Linked DNA regions of Arachis hypogaea: region 1 is linked to region 2. A link is a contact called in public Hi-C data. All regions are on one chromosome and are shown on one strand. The core of a region is the stretch at or near the end of the contact, and the rest is flanking DNA. Distances in the headings are between cores, read along the strand shown.

Evidence for each region. Hi-C and Micro-C count contacts between places; a contact is called where the count stands out from the background.
Region 1: a Hi-C map of leaf shows a contact between it and region 2, with 5 times the contacts expected there. The contact joins the promoter of LOC112754711 here to the promoter of LOC112754708 in region 2. A contact is called at or near these places in 3 of 8 Hi-C or Micro-C datasets (leaf and an unstated tissue).

Annotation. Positions count from the first base shown.
Region 1 is chr16:116,424,105-116,430,698 of arahy.Tifrunner.gnm2.J5K5, forward strand. LOC112754711 (folate synthesis bifunctional protein, mitochondrial) reads right to left here and starts at 3,356. Exons shown (of 4, transcript XM_025802441.3): 1 at 2,868-3,356; 2 at 931-1,018; 3 at 721-840; 4 at 1-355. The coding sequence starts at 787.
Region 2 is chr16:116,068,734-116,075,696 of arahy.Tifrunner.gnm2.J5K5, forward strand. It overlaps LOC112754708 (protein DETOXIFICATION 21), which reads right to left and starts at 2,503. Exons shown (of 8, transcript XM_025802434.2): 1 at 1,762-2,503; 2 at 474-1,012; 3 at 269-355; 4 at 104-160; 5 at 1-12. The coding sequence starts at 2,028.

The sequences.
Region 1 (6,594 bases), core at 2,106-4,605, 360 kb after region 2:
AATAAAATGTCTAAGTCGATTGGCCTTGGACCATACCTTATTCCATCGGTTCGCCCGAGGTCCTTCTCAATTCTTTTGAGAGCAGCCAATAATTCATGTGGACCTAGTTTAGTAACAGCTCTAACTGCAGAGTTGATAAAGCAAGGTTGATCAGTAATGTATGCCGGTGCTGTCTCATACAAACAAGCATGCCTTGTGACCTGTATGCCTGACTTCTTCATCATTTTCAAGGCTTCCTTGAAGTTATGAACCCTATTACCTACATTACTTCCCAAAGCAATCACCACATCCTCATCTTGTGAGTGAGCTTCCACTGAGGAATTTTGTGCTGTGTGAAGACAGGAGAAGCTCGATACTGCATTCAAAATTAAAACAGATCAATGAGGACCACAAAATAAATATACAGTTTAGAAACAGTCCAATTGAATAAAGCATACAAATAAAGGGGGAAAGGGGGGAATAATTCATTCATGCTCTACAACTTGATTCCGAAGTCTTATGATTAAGAATATTTGGCTTTTAAAACTTCAACTAATGAAAAGCCAGTCCAATGACTAATACAGGAATAAGACCTTTTACAGTTACAAGATTTAATTCACAACACACATGGATCTGATTTGATTTTCGATATATGGTCATAGAAAATTCAATCACAAAAAAAGATTTGATGAAGCTTTACAAAAAGGCAGCTTGGTTGAGAAATTTAATTCTAAACATTACCATTAAGATACTTTCTGGCCGTGAAAACCTGATGCCTGGGCAGCCCCAGACACTTCAATATACCCATCTGAGCAGAGGCTTCCGTCTTGGAGTAACTTTGAAGTGAAATATGCTACCTCTCTGGTTTAATGAATGAATTACACTACAAGAAGGCATGGCAAGGAACCAATATCAAGAACCCTCAAAGCACATAGATAAATAGAAGAAAACCTGATATGCTTTCAAGGACTGATCAGCAGCCTCCTTTCTCTTATCAACATACTTGATTTTGGCCAGATACCGATAATAGTTCCCCTTCCTGCAAATGACAAAACAAAAACAATCAAATTCCAAATTCCTCAAACAGAAAGACGTCAGAGAGAATGAAAAGAGAGAACAAAATCCCCTCACATTTTATAGAAGATGACACTAGGTACACCACCAGAACAAGATGGAATAAGGTTTTCATCAATAAGAGCCATGATATCAGTGCAGATATTAGTCAACTCAGATTCAACTTTGTTCCTATAATCCTTAATCATATAAGTAGCCACCATCAAGACTTCAAGTTTAAATAGATACTAATTTTATTCTGCATGTGAAGTGTGTATGCTACACAAATCAGTTGCAAGTTCCAAATGATATCCAAAATGCCTCCTGTCACTATTTATCCAAGAGTGATTCTGATTCCATGTTGTTATAATTTCATTATATAGAATTATAGATTAAACCTCTGTGAAAATGTATGCAAAGAAAATTCCAGATATGTTAATGAGCAGAATAAAGTCAAAGGTTAGTACCTATTGCAAAGAAGACCAATGACAGTTATGTAGGTACCTAAGTGAGAAGCAATGTAGAACAGAGTAGAGAAGAGGGCTATGCATAACTGGTAGATCAAAATTAATTTTAACACAAGATGCTAATTTAAGAATTTTACTCTAACTAAATGATTTAAACAAAAGAAAAAGAAAATGACAAAGGTAATTACAAAACCCCAAGAACCCAAACTCCAAGGCAACAGATTGTGTATGAAGGAGCAAAAAACACCGTACCCAGAAGAAAGATGAAGTTGTGAACGGTGGTGGTGAAGGTTAAAGAGTTGCGCTAGCAGAGAAGACACCTACTACGGCGAAGGAAGCAACCTCATCGGAACACATACACAGAAGTGATTGGTGGTGCTGCGAGGTTGCCGATGTCCTTCCCCTAGAGGCGTAAGAGAGTCAGAGAGAGTTGAACACCAATGTGTTATGCGCCAGTTTGGAGAACTGGGAGTTCCAATTTGAGAGAAATTAGGAACTAGGTTTGGTCCTGGTTAACGACGTTAAAAGAAATTGCATTTAAAAAAATCTGTTATTTTAAATCAGATAAGATTTTTTAACCGGTTTGATCAATTTTTGGATTATAATGAACAGCTCTAGCTAAAATATCTACAAACAAATGACGAGCTAAGATTAACTGATTAATAACTTTGTGGTTGATTAGAACGTTAGATCTAAGGAAATTTAAATATCCAGTTTTTGATACAATGCAAAGCAATGTGACAAAAAAAAAAAAACACACGGTTTCTTAAGGATCCAATTTTCTTTAACCAACATAGAAAAGGAAAAAAGAGGGAAAAAATCCATCCACACTAGTCCAATGAAACCTTTTTTTGTTACAAAGATCCTTTGCCAACAAACATGGATCTGATTTGCTTTTTAGTATTTTGACGATGGTCATAGAAAATTCAGTCACAAAGCTTCAGTGAAGATTTAAAAAACTGAGCATTCCATTAAAAAGAGCAACTTGGTTGACAACTTTAATCTTAAACATTAACATTAAGACACTTCAGTATACTCATCTGAGCAGAGGCTTTCATGTTGAAGTGACTTTGAAGTGAATATGCTAACTCCCTTCAATTGGGTGTTCTTAGTTTAATAAATAAAAAGATGTTTTTTTTTCCAAAGGTGCTAATTCTTCATTGATTAGAAAGAAATTGGGCAAAAAAGCCTCAGACAAGATATATAAGGGTTTCTGGCAAAAAAAAAATCTACAATTGGGGGAAATGGGGAATCAGACTTCCAAATTTTAGTTCAAGCACAGTGAAATCCAAGAGCAAATTGACGCCATCCTAAAAGGGTAAAAGATATCAGAATTTTGTTGCAAGAGCAGCAGGAGCTTGGAGTTACCTGGACACCAGGAGAGGGAAATGAACTTGCGAACACAGTTGCGAGATTGGCGGCAGAAGAGAGTCTGAGTCGTCACTGGACAACGACTCCCCCTGGAGCAGTAAGGGACATCTTCAAAGCAGAGGCGGATAGAGTCTCTAATGTTTCATGACTACCCAATTGTTTGGGGTAGGGTAGTCAAGGAAACCACGGTTGGGGAAGCAAGACGGAGAAGGAATCAGAGCTTCAGAGCGGCTTGGCACCTGGAAGCAATGGAGGAGGAAGGGGGAGTTGCAGATTAGATTCATTCATGTGTCTGGGGCAAGGTACTGAGAACCGAACCGGTCATTGAACCGCTCTAATTACTGGTTTATTGGTCCAACCGGTCTAATCATGATTCAACCGGAAAAATCGTTTTAAAATAAAATAATAAATAAATTATAAGGTGCTTTATGCAAGTAAACTTATTAGAAATATGCAAAACTCTAAAAACATGAGAAAGTACCTATTGAAAGTTTCCAATTACAATTGTTACCAAATATATATGACCGTTTTAATGGAAAAGCATCTTATGTACAATACATCATAGAGGTCACATTCAACAATTTTATTGACTGGAAGCTCACTAAAAAAACAAATAAGTATCCTTGATTCTTTGGCAACCAAATGATTGAAAAGATAAGTGAACATAGACCAAATATGCAGGGTTGAGCACTGACATTTGGGGAATTAGCAACACTCAACATCTAAAGCAGAGAAAACATTTGTACAAAACTAGATATTAACAGTTTATAATTTGTGGAAGCATAGACATTTTGCTTATGCTATTGCTGTGAAACATAATCATTAATAAACTTCAAAACTTAGAATTCATGTAATTTGTTTATACTACTGGTTATTAACAATCTATATATTTTGCATAACTCATGACATTTGCTTATGTTTTTTTGTGGGAATTAATTCTTAATATTCTATAGTTTGTGGAAGCTTTCTTCTCCTTTTAGTTTCTTATTTCTTTTTTTCAATGGAAACAAGATTCAACAACAAAAATTCAACAACAATAAAAATTCCATCATTCATTTTAATCAGAAAAACTAGGAGTATTAGGATTAGCAGCATCATTCGAAATAGGAAGATTGGCAGTTATTATTGGCAGATGCATTGTTATCACCAATTGCTTCTTGATTAATAATTTAATACTATCATCCATAACTAAAATTAATGAATCATTCACAAATTTAAAAACCGCAACAGCACAGCCAGAAAATTAATAGCAGCACAAAATTAATACTACCAACAGCATTCAGCATTCAGCATTCAGCATTCAGCATTCAGCAACAAACAGTATTTGATTTGATTTCCATTTTAGCATTCAGCAACAAATATTACAAAACAGCAACAAGTAATCCCTAATCACACTAAACCTGAAATCAATAAAGCTAACAGAGCATAATCCCTAATTACAAAACAGCAACAAGTAATCCCTAATCCATTTTTAGCAGCAACAAGAAAATTTCAACAAAAATTTCAGGAATTAAAAAAAGAGCAGCAGCACAAAATCAATTATTTGATTTCCATTAATCCATTCACAATTTCACATTCAAAATTCAGCAAACAGAGCATAAAAGGAAGAGAAGAACTGAAGAAGTGAAAGCAGTGCTAACCTTCGACGGAGACACGGACGGCGACCGGCGAGACAACGGCGACCGGCGACACGGCGGCGAGCTGCTCCAAGCCTTGAACAAAGAAGCCAGGGAGGACAGGGACAGGGGGAAGGAGGACGCCGATCTACAAGAGAGGGCCTGGGCTACAAGAGAGGACGCGGAGGCGCCGACAGCACGGAAGGCGGCGGCACTGCGGCAGAACCGTTGCAGGGAGAACCTAGGGTTTTGGTTGGGTGATTCTGAACTGCGCCGACAGCACGAGGGGGGGGGTGTTGGGGGAAGGGGGGTGAGCGGAGTGAGGGCTGAACATTGGGTTTTTTTTTTTTCAAAAACAAACATCAAAACGGCGCCGTTTAACAAGAACCGGCCGGTTACCAATCCGATCCAACCGGCCGATTCAGCGGTTTTCAAGTGGTTTTCGAATGAGCAATTATCCGGATCGGACCATTTTCATCGTCGGTTTTTTATTCGATCGGCCGGTCCGGTTCGGTCCAATTTTCAAAACCATGATCTGGGACGGGTTATGGAGAATTGGGGCGGCTTTCGATGTATTAGGGGGTGGGTGGGTCTCTTTAGGCCGGTTTTTCTTCTTGTGGTGTGTTGTTGGGTTTGAAAAAAAACAACCTAAAGAAATGAAACCTTCCTAGTTCCTATACAATTTTAGGCGAATTTGATAACCATTCGTTACACAATTTGACTAAATTTTGATCACCGAATACATCTAATTTCATCAAGAAGGGGGCAGATGGGAATAGGGTCGAAGACGGTGTCTAGCATCTACAGATGGGCTTGGCTTCAATTTGGTAGAGATTAATGTGAGCAAGCCAATTTATTCAATCTCTGTGGCATACAGTTTAGAAAGGAAAAGTATATGGAACCAAGAGGTTACTAGCAAAAAACTAAACAGAACCACATTAATTTATATTAATAATTTATTTTAAATTTTTTAAATTTTAAATTTTAAAAATTTAAATTTGATTCAGTAAACCTAATTAAAACCTATAAAAATCTTTCTCTTTTCTCTCACATTAACCCACCCACTTCCGACAATTACACACACAGACCTCTCTCTCTCACCGTCAGGTTCTCTCCGCCTCCCCATTGCAACCCACTCCTCCGATCGCTTCCACTTCCAGCCGAAACTGTCTTTACCAGATCAGGAGCTCGTGAACCTTATGTTCGGACTCGGGTTCAGGTCTCGGAGCTTCCGCGCGTCAGCGCACGTGACTTCTCCCTCGGAGCCGGCGTCAGCAGCGACAGGAACAGGCGCGTCGAGACCGAGTAGCTCCAGCATAGGCCTGAGGGAGCCTCCTCAGAGCACCGTTTCAACGGCAGCCTGGCACACGTGACAGTTTCCAGTCCACAGTAATCCAACGGCACCGTTAACCGGGTTAACCGTTCGCCCACATGCTTCGAAAAGTAGAGACTAAAAAAGAGCTGCACAGAATATATATTTTTGCTTTTGAAGGTGGACTTGGTTGGAGGGTACTATGATGCAGGTGATCATGTGAAGTTTGGATTGTCAATGGCTTTCACAGTAGTCGCACGGTAGCAGTATCATCACGATGTTGTTCTCTACGTTTTGGGATATTAGGTATAGTTTTGATTATTAAAGAGACTACAAACTACACGATTACAGAAATATAAAAAAAAACATTCATTTAATATGAAAAAAATCCTAATACTTAACAAAAGAAATATCCAGTTATATTTTAGCAAAAATAATTAAATATCTATAAAATTTTAAAAAAATATAAAATTCTTAAAGAAATAGAGATATTCACATTTGCAATATAAAAAAATTCGAAAAATATATAAAAGAACATCCATTTAGTATGAAAAAGAAATATTCTGATACTTAGCAGAAAAAACATCCATATATATTAACTCGTAGAGATTTTGGATTCATTCAAAGATATTTTAACTGGTTTTTGCCTAATACCCTTTTAGTTCTCTAGCATTGTTCGTTTAAAAAAACATATTTGTGGATTATACCCAAAAAACTTAAAAATAAAAATAAAGATAAAAAGCATATCGGCAAAATCATAATTTCACTCAATTATATACAATCCTTCGCCCGCAAC
Region 2 (6,963 bases), core at 1,253-3,752:
GCCACTCGTACGCTGCAAATTATGTAAGCTGGAGTTAATTTTCCATTCTAAACTTTACTAAACATGGGAAAATAAGATTGGTAGGTCAATATAACGTTAGTACCTAGCAGCAGCCATGAACCCAAGTGATATCATCATTTCCCATCCATTGATGTTAAGACTGTAAAGAAACAAGATTTGTCAAAAGCCCACTACAATTTACACACCAAATCAATACAGCTAACAACACAACATATGAATTCTAATGAATTAATGTTTAAGGAATTACCATATAGACAGAGCATCGATTTCCACCTCTGCATTTCTCAGGTTACCTGTCAAAAGAACCAATATTGTGTTGTACCATAGCTCAAGACTGTAAAATACATCCAATTGGATCGAGTTAGGAAGACATAAAAGAAATTAAGATACTCAAACTTCTATTGTCTACTCCATTCAAGGTGTCATTCACAAAGAATTGAAAGAAAGCTCACCACAACATGGCACCGGATGAAAGCGAAAGCTTAACAACAGGCCAAAGGTCTTTGAATGCCAAGAATGAGAACCCATGCCATGTTTGCTTGCACCAACCGAAAATGAATATGAGTTGACCAAAGTTGGGAATCCAATACGCCAAACTAGTGGAGGTCATTGCACCAGGAAGACCCAATTTGTACTTCATAGTGGTAAGCCAAGAAAGGAAGATGTGAAGGACTATGGAGAAAGCTGCCAAGAAGGCGATAATCACGTTCTTGCTTTGCGACTGCAGGAATGTCTGGGTAGTGAAGGATACGATAAAGGCAAACATGATAGGAATTGACCAAAGTGAAATGGTTCCTGACACTTGTGCTATTGTTTCATCTTGGCCCAAGAGGCTTAAAATTGGGGTGGTGAAGATGAACACCGGAAGAAGAATCAGTGAAGTTAGGAACAAAACAATCCATGATCTTTGAAGGTAAACTCCCATCATGCCATATTCCTTTGCACCGTATGCTTGACCACACAGTGTTGACAAAGCACTCGCCATTCCTAACTGCAATAATGGTCAATAAAAACATAAATAAAATCGGAGGAAGAACTTAGTAGTGTGAATAGGGACCATATTATGATTGCAATTGTATTTGCAGTACAAACATGTCAAGACAATTTAACAAAATAAATTCATAGCATCGGTTAAATTGAAATACAAAATACAAACAAGAAAGCACGGACAAAACCCTTGAAGTAACACCACTTTGATTGTTCTGATACCAGAAGTTCAAAAGCTTGAAATCTTTTTTTTCTTTTTTCATTTCAGAAAATAACAGGAATCACTATTGATTGATAGCAGAAGTTGAAGCACGCCCAAAAATATTACAGAATAAAAAAATTAAATTTTAATTGATGAAGCACAGGAGAATCCTCCAGATTCCTTTTAACACAAATATTGTTCCGTCCCCAAAATAAAAATTAAAGAAAAAAAGAGGGAAGAAGCTCTTTTTGTCAAATTTATTTAATTAAAAATAAAGAAAATTTTAGCAAGCCAGAAAATTTGACAGAATATTATGTAGAAAAAAAAAAAAAACACACACACACACAAAATTAACCTCTCCTGTCTTTTTTTAATTCTCCCCGAAAATTTTTACATCCTGGAGCTCAGAATCCATCACATGGTTCGGCAATAATTTTTGCTCAACCAGAATACTCCGATTTCCGAGTATAAACCATTAAACCATCACGGAAAAAAAAATTAAAAAACTAACTGCAAAAGGTAAATTAGGTGAAAACTGAAAAAGAACATACCAGAATCCCGTTAGCGAACCTGATAAGAACGGTGTAAACAAGAGCGAAAGCAGCGAGTTCCTTAGAACCAAGATGTCCAACAAACGCTTGGCTTATAACTTGGATTCCAAACGTGGAAGCTCTTGTGAATATGGCTGGCGCCGCCACTATCCACATCTTCTTGCTCTCTTCCCACACCCTCCTAACCAGTGACAAGCCCTCTTCCTCTTCTACTCCTCCTGAAGAAGGCACCAGCAGCTTCTGCTTCAGATCACCCTCCATTTTCATCTTCAGACTCTACAACTACTATGATGCTGCTTGGAGTGGCCAATGGATGGACATGCAGAAAACAAGAGTAGAGGCGTTGGCCCACGCTCCAAGAAGGTGAAGCGTTTCTTATTGTTTTGTTTCTAGAAGGATTTGTTTTCCCTGTAGCTGCGAGCGAGGAAGGAAGCGAGTTCGGGTTTGGCAACCAAGGAGAAAGGAATCAGGAGATGGCAGAGAGCAGTGTAGTTGCAGGACTCTCTCTCAGTCTCTGTGATGGGAAATGAAATTTTAATTGGTTACTTATATTGAATTAATAAAACGTGTTGGAGTAGTAGCTGGATGGAATGGCTTCTTTGCCCCTTACGTGGATCTCCCAACTACCTCTTCTTCTTTATTTCAATCTCTTTGTTTTATCGGTATCCATGAATGCATTGATACCAACTCTATGGTACATTTAGAGCATCCCCATACTAATTCTAATTTTATTTTAAGTCTCTTATAAAAATATTTATGAAATTATATAAGTATATGTCATAAATAATAATCTACAATTAAAAATAAAATTTATTTTTCTAATATTTAATATTAATTCAATTAAAATTTTATATTATTTTAAATTATTTTATTAACATAATTATATAAATAATAAAATTTTATTAATTGTCTATTAAAATAATATCATATTTTTAAAGTGATATCAATTTTATTTCATAAATCAATTTTAATATAAATTTTAATTATAATTCAATTTATTTTTTAAAAATATTAAAAATAATACTATAAAAATATTTCATTAGAAATGCTCTTAGATGCTTAAGAAAAAGTATTTGGATTTTAATTTTGGAACTTTGAGTAAATTATTATTTTTGATGAACAATATTATCTACATACCAAAAATAGTTAATAAATTAGTTATATATATATATATATATATATATATATATATATATATTATTTAATTTATTTTTAATATATATTTAATATTTTAGTATGGCTGATTTAATTATAGAAAATTTTTTCACTTTATTGTAATAAATACAATGTCAAATTTAAATTTTCAATACGTACATAAACAAATAAGTGAGATGATTATTTGATTAATCCAAATTAATTTTTTATTGATAATTTTAACTATTAAAAAAATTTAAACTGATACGATATAAAAAAATTGATTAGTTTGACAAAACTATTCATAAGTAATATGTTAGATAATTTTGTCAAATATTTTGAATATTTTTTTGAGATTTTTTTACATAAATAAATTAAAGAAGAACCAATTTAACATAATCCTCTTAAAGAAAATCAAATACACAAAAGCCATCTTCGTATATTTAAATAAATTATGCTAGGATACTCAACTTTAATTAGAACATAACTAGTTCCACATGAGTTAAAATTGCAATGACATTGCACGTAAATCATATTGGGCTAATGTGTGTTTTCGTAAGTTTACCGAAAACTAGATGAAAGAGATTGGGACTGGCAACTCTAATATCGAATGATGAATGGAGAAAAGTGGAGGTACCTGCATTAATACTTCCACGATTAAGTCAAAATATATTAAAAAAAGTGAAGGTAATTAGAGTTATGTTCATATTTTGGGAGAATCTTAGACTTTCTATTTATAATGATTTTGAAAATCTGTTAAGAATCTCTTGATGTGAGGGATTGGTGAGATTCACCTCGTCTCAATACTTAAGGAGTTATTAGTTATGAGATTAGGATAGATATCGATTCAAATCTTACCTTTTTCGAATTTAGATGATCCTCTTTTAGTGGATCCTTCGTGATAGATTGAGTTAGTAGACCTTAAAAGAAAATTAAAATCATAGTCTAAAATAGTGTGTTAAAAATGCACATAAATCATCATATTCTAGGACGATTTATGTTTAAAACTTCAATCACATTAGGTTGTAACGATTAATGAGTATACAATAAAAAATTATAGTATATAAATTGTGATAGGATCCTACTATTACATATCAACATAAGTAACAATAGCCTAACACGATTAATAAAGAAAGAATCAACTCTTAACACCTAATAAAAATTTACGCTCGAAATAAATTTATAAATTTGAAATACAACACAAAGCAATAAATCTGCTTAAAACATTTAGTAATAGAGAGAAAACATGTCTAAGAGTCTATATACATTAATCTATCACCATGAAAAAATTGATGAAGACACGAGCCAGAATGTTAATTTCTTTAATAAGAAATAGATTGGTGTGTTTGTTAATTCGTCAATGAGTTTTGTGAATCTCTAAAATAGCATAGTACAAAAATTGAAAAAAATGTTGGGAAAAAGCATTTGAAACAAATACTATTTAGGATTACAATTTCACTTAGTAAACGGTGAATAAATTTTGGAAAATATAAAATTTAAAGCGATGATGACATGCGAATTTTATTTCATCACTGTCAAACAAAATTTCTAGATTTGAGCACTATGAAATTATTTGCCAAAATGGAATATATAGATCCTAATTCAGGAGGATCTACTTCAAACTGCATATGAGTGGAATAGATAAAAGTTCTACGGGCCTGCTACACATACAAGCAAAAACGGTATACAAGTTTTACAAGTTGGCCCAACCCATAAAAAATATACGTGCAGTGATGAGCATTGAATGAAGCGTCATTTACACGCGCTCCACTCAAACGGTTACGCTTCGCGTAAACCGCCCCCTTAATGGCAAACTCTTCCACTTCTTCCACTTCTCAAAGCCATTCAGAGAAAAAGCAACCCTTCCATTTTCGAGCAACGTTCGAAACTCAAGATATACAACTCGTCGCTAACATTCGAAAACTCCATCAACACACCATAGAACTCTCGATCAAGAATTTCCAGAGAAAACAAAGCTATAATACTCAAGGTACGTTACATTACCATTGCTGTATATTTTTCCATATTTCGAACTAGGTTTTACTGTTATTCTACGTTGTTGTATGTTCTACTGTTCTTCTTACTCTACGTCTCATTTTACAGTTTATAATGTTCTACTTGTTCTAGGTTTTACTGTTATTCTTGATTCTATGTTACACTGTTCTTCTTCGTTCTTCTAGGTGTTACTGTTCTTGTTGTTCTAGTTCTTCTGGTAACTGATTTTTGGAGTATATTTCGTAGTTTGGTGGGTGTATATGGAGTAATTTGTTGGGTGTATATGGCACAAATTGTTGGGTGTATTTTTCTGAACTGATATACTATAATAGTCAGCAGTTGCAACTGTTCTTATATTTGCTTGTCTATGGGTGTATATTGCTTGACCTTGTATATTGATACATGTTTGAGTGATATCTGACTGATATATATGGGTGTATCTGACTGATATATATGGGTGTATCTTACTGATATCTATGGGTGTATCTGAATCATATCTATGGGTGTATCTTACTGATATCTATGGGTGTATCTGACTCATATATATGGGTGTATCTTACTGATATCTTTGGGTGTATTTTTCATTTCAGAGAAAATGGCAGCAAGAAACCAACCTGAAAGAAATGTAAGAATAAATATATGTCTTACTTGAAATCATTTTTATATAATAGAAATATATCTGACTATAATTTTATTTTTGTTTACAGCAAACCAAAGACCTCAAGTGTGCAACACATCTCCTAAGTGATAAATTTAGAAACATGAGTGAGGAGAAGAAAACGATTGTGAGGGATTTGGGATTCGGTGGCTTGATGCACATCCCACCACTAAGGGTGCATCACCAAGTGTTAAGGGAGCTGGCTAACAACTTCAAATTGGGGGAGAACAGACTGAAAACCGGATACGGTTCTTTTAAAATAACCCCAAGAAAAATAGGTCATGCGCTTGGCATCAACGCAACAGGTAACTCGCTAAAAATTATAGGTGTATATTAACTGATGCTTGGGTGTCTTTAAGTTGATGCTTGGATGTATTTGAACCGATTTTGATACTTTGTTGTTTTCCTTTTTGTAGGAGATCTATTTCCTTAGAAAGTCAATTATAAGAAACTTTCTGAGGATGACAAAGTAATTTTTAGAAGATTCCAGAGTAAGACCCTCAAAAGTCTTACAGATGAGATGATGGATATTGGCGTTGGTAACGAAGAGGATCGCCTAAGAGCAACTCCAATGCTAAGAAATAGAGTTCCTCTTCTAACATATGGGAACTCAATTACCATTGGAGTGAAAAGGGAAAGAGGACTCTTCACGAGGATCAAAGTTGAAAGTTCTTCTAAATAGGGACTTGCAACAACCAATAAAATCATGCCATGTGGTAAGTAATAAAAAAATAAAAAATATATTAAATATATATATATTAAATACTTATATATTTATTTAATTAATTATTTATATTAATTATTTAATAATTAGTTATATTAAATTATAATTAATATAAATAATTATGTTAAATCAATATCAAATATTATTTATACTGTTATATTAAATCATAATTAATTAAATTTATTTTACATAAAAAATAAATTTAATTTTTATATATTATAAAATAATTTTTAGTTGGATTATTTATTTGTATTTATAAAATTTAAAATACTAATCAAATTTAAGTTATTTATTTTAATATTTTATAATATTAAATTATTTTGAATTTATAAATTTAAATAATATTATTATAAAAAATAATAATTATATTAATTTTAATTACTTTAATTAATTAATTAAGTGGGACCACAATAGGAATTAAAGTTAGTTCCTTCTAATGGAGAAGAAAGAGATTCTTTGAGTTCTTATTTATTGGTAATGACGCAAAATCTGATGTGGAATCACTTTTTATGACAGGTGGGCTATAAATAGGGACTGAAATGAGTTCCCTACTGGAGATGATCTAATGTTCAAGAGGATTTTCATCCTCTATATACAGATGGCGTTCCTTTTGCCAACGACAATAAACAAAATCTCGCCTGTGCACCTGGCCCCAATTTTTTAGATGGACAGCATAACGGAGCGAAACTGG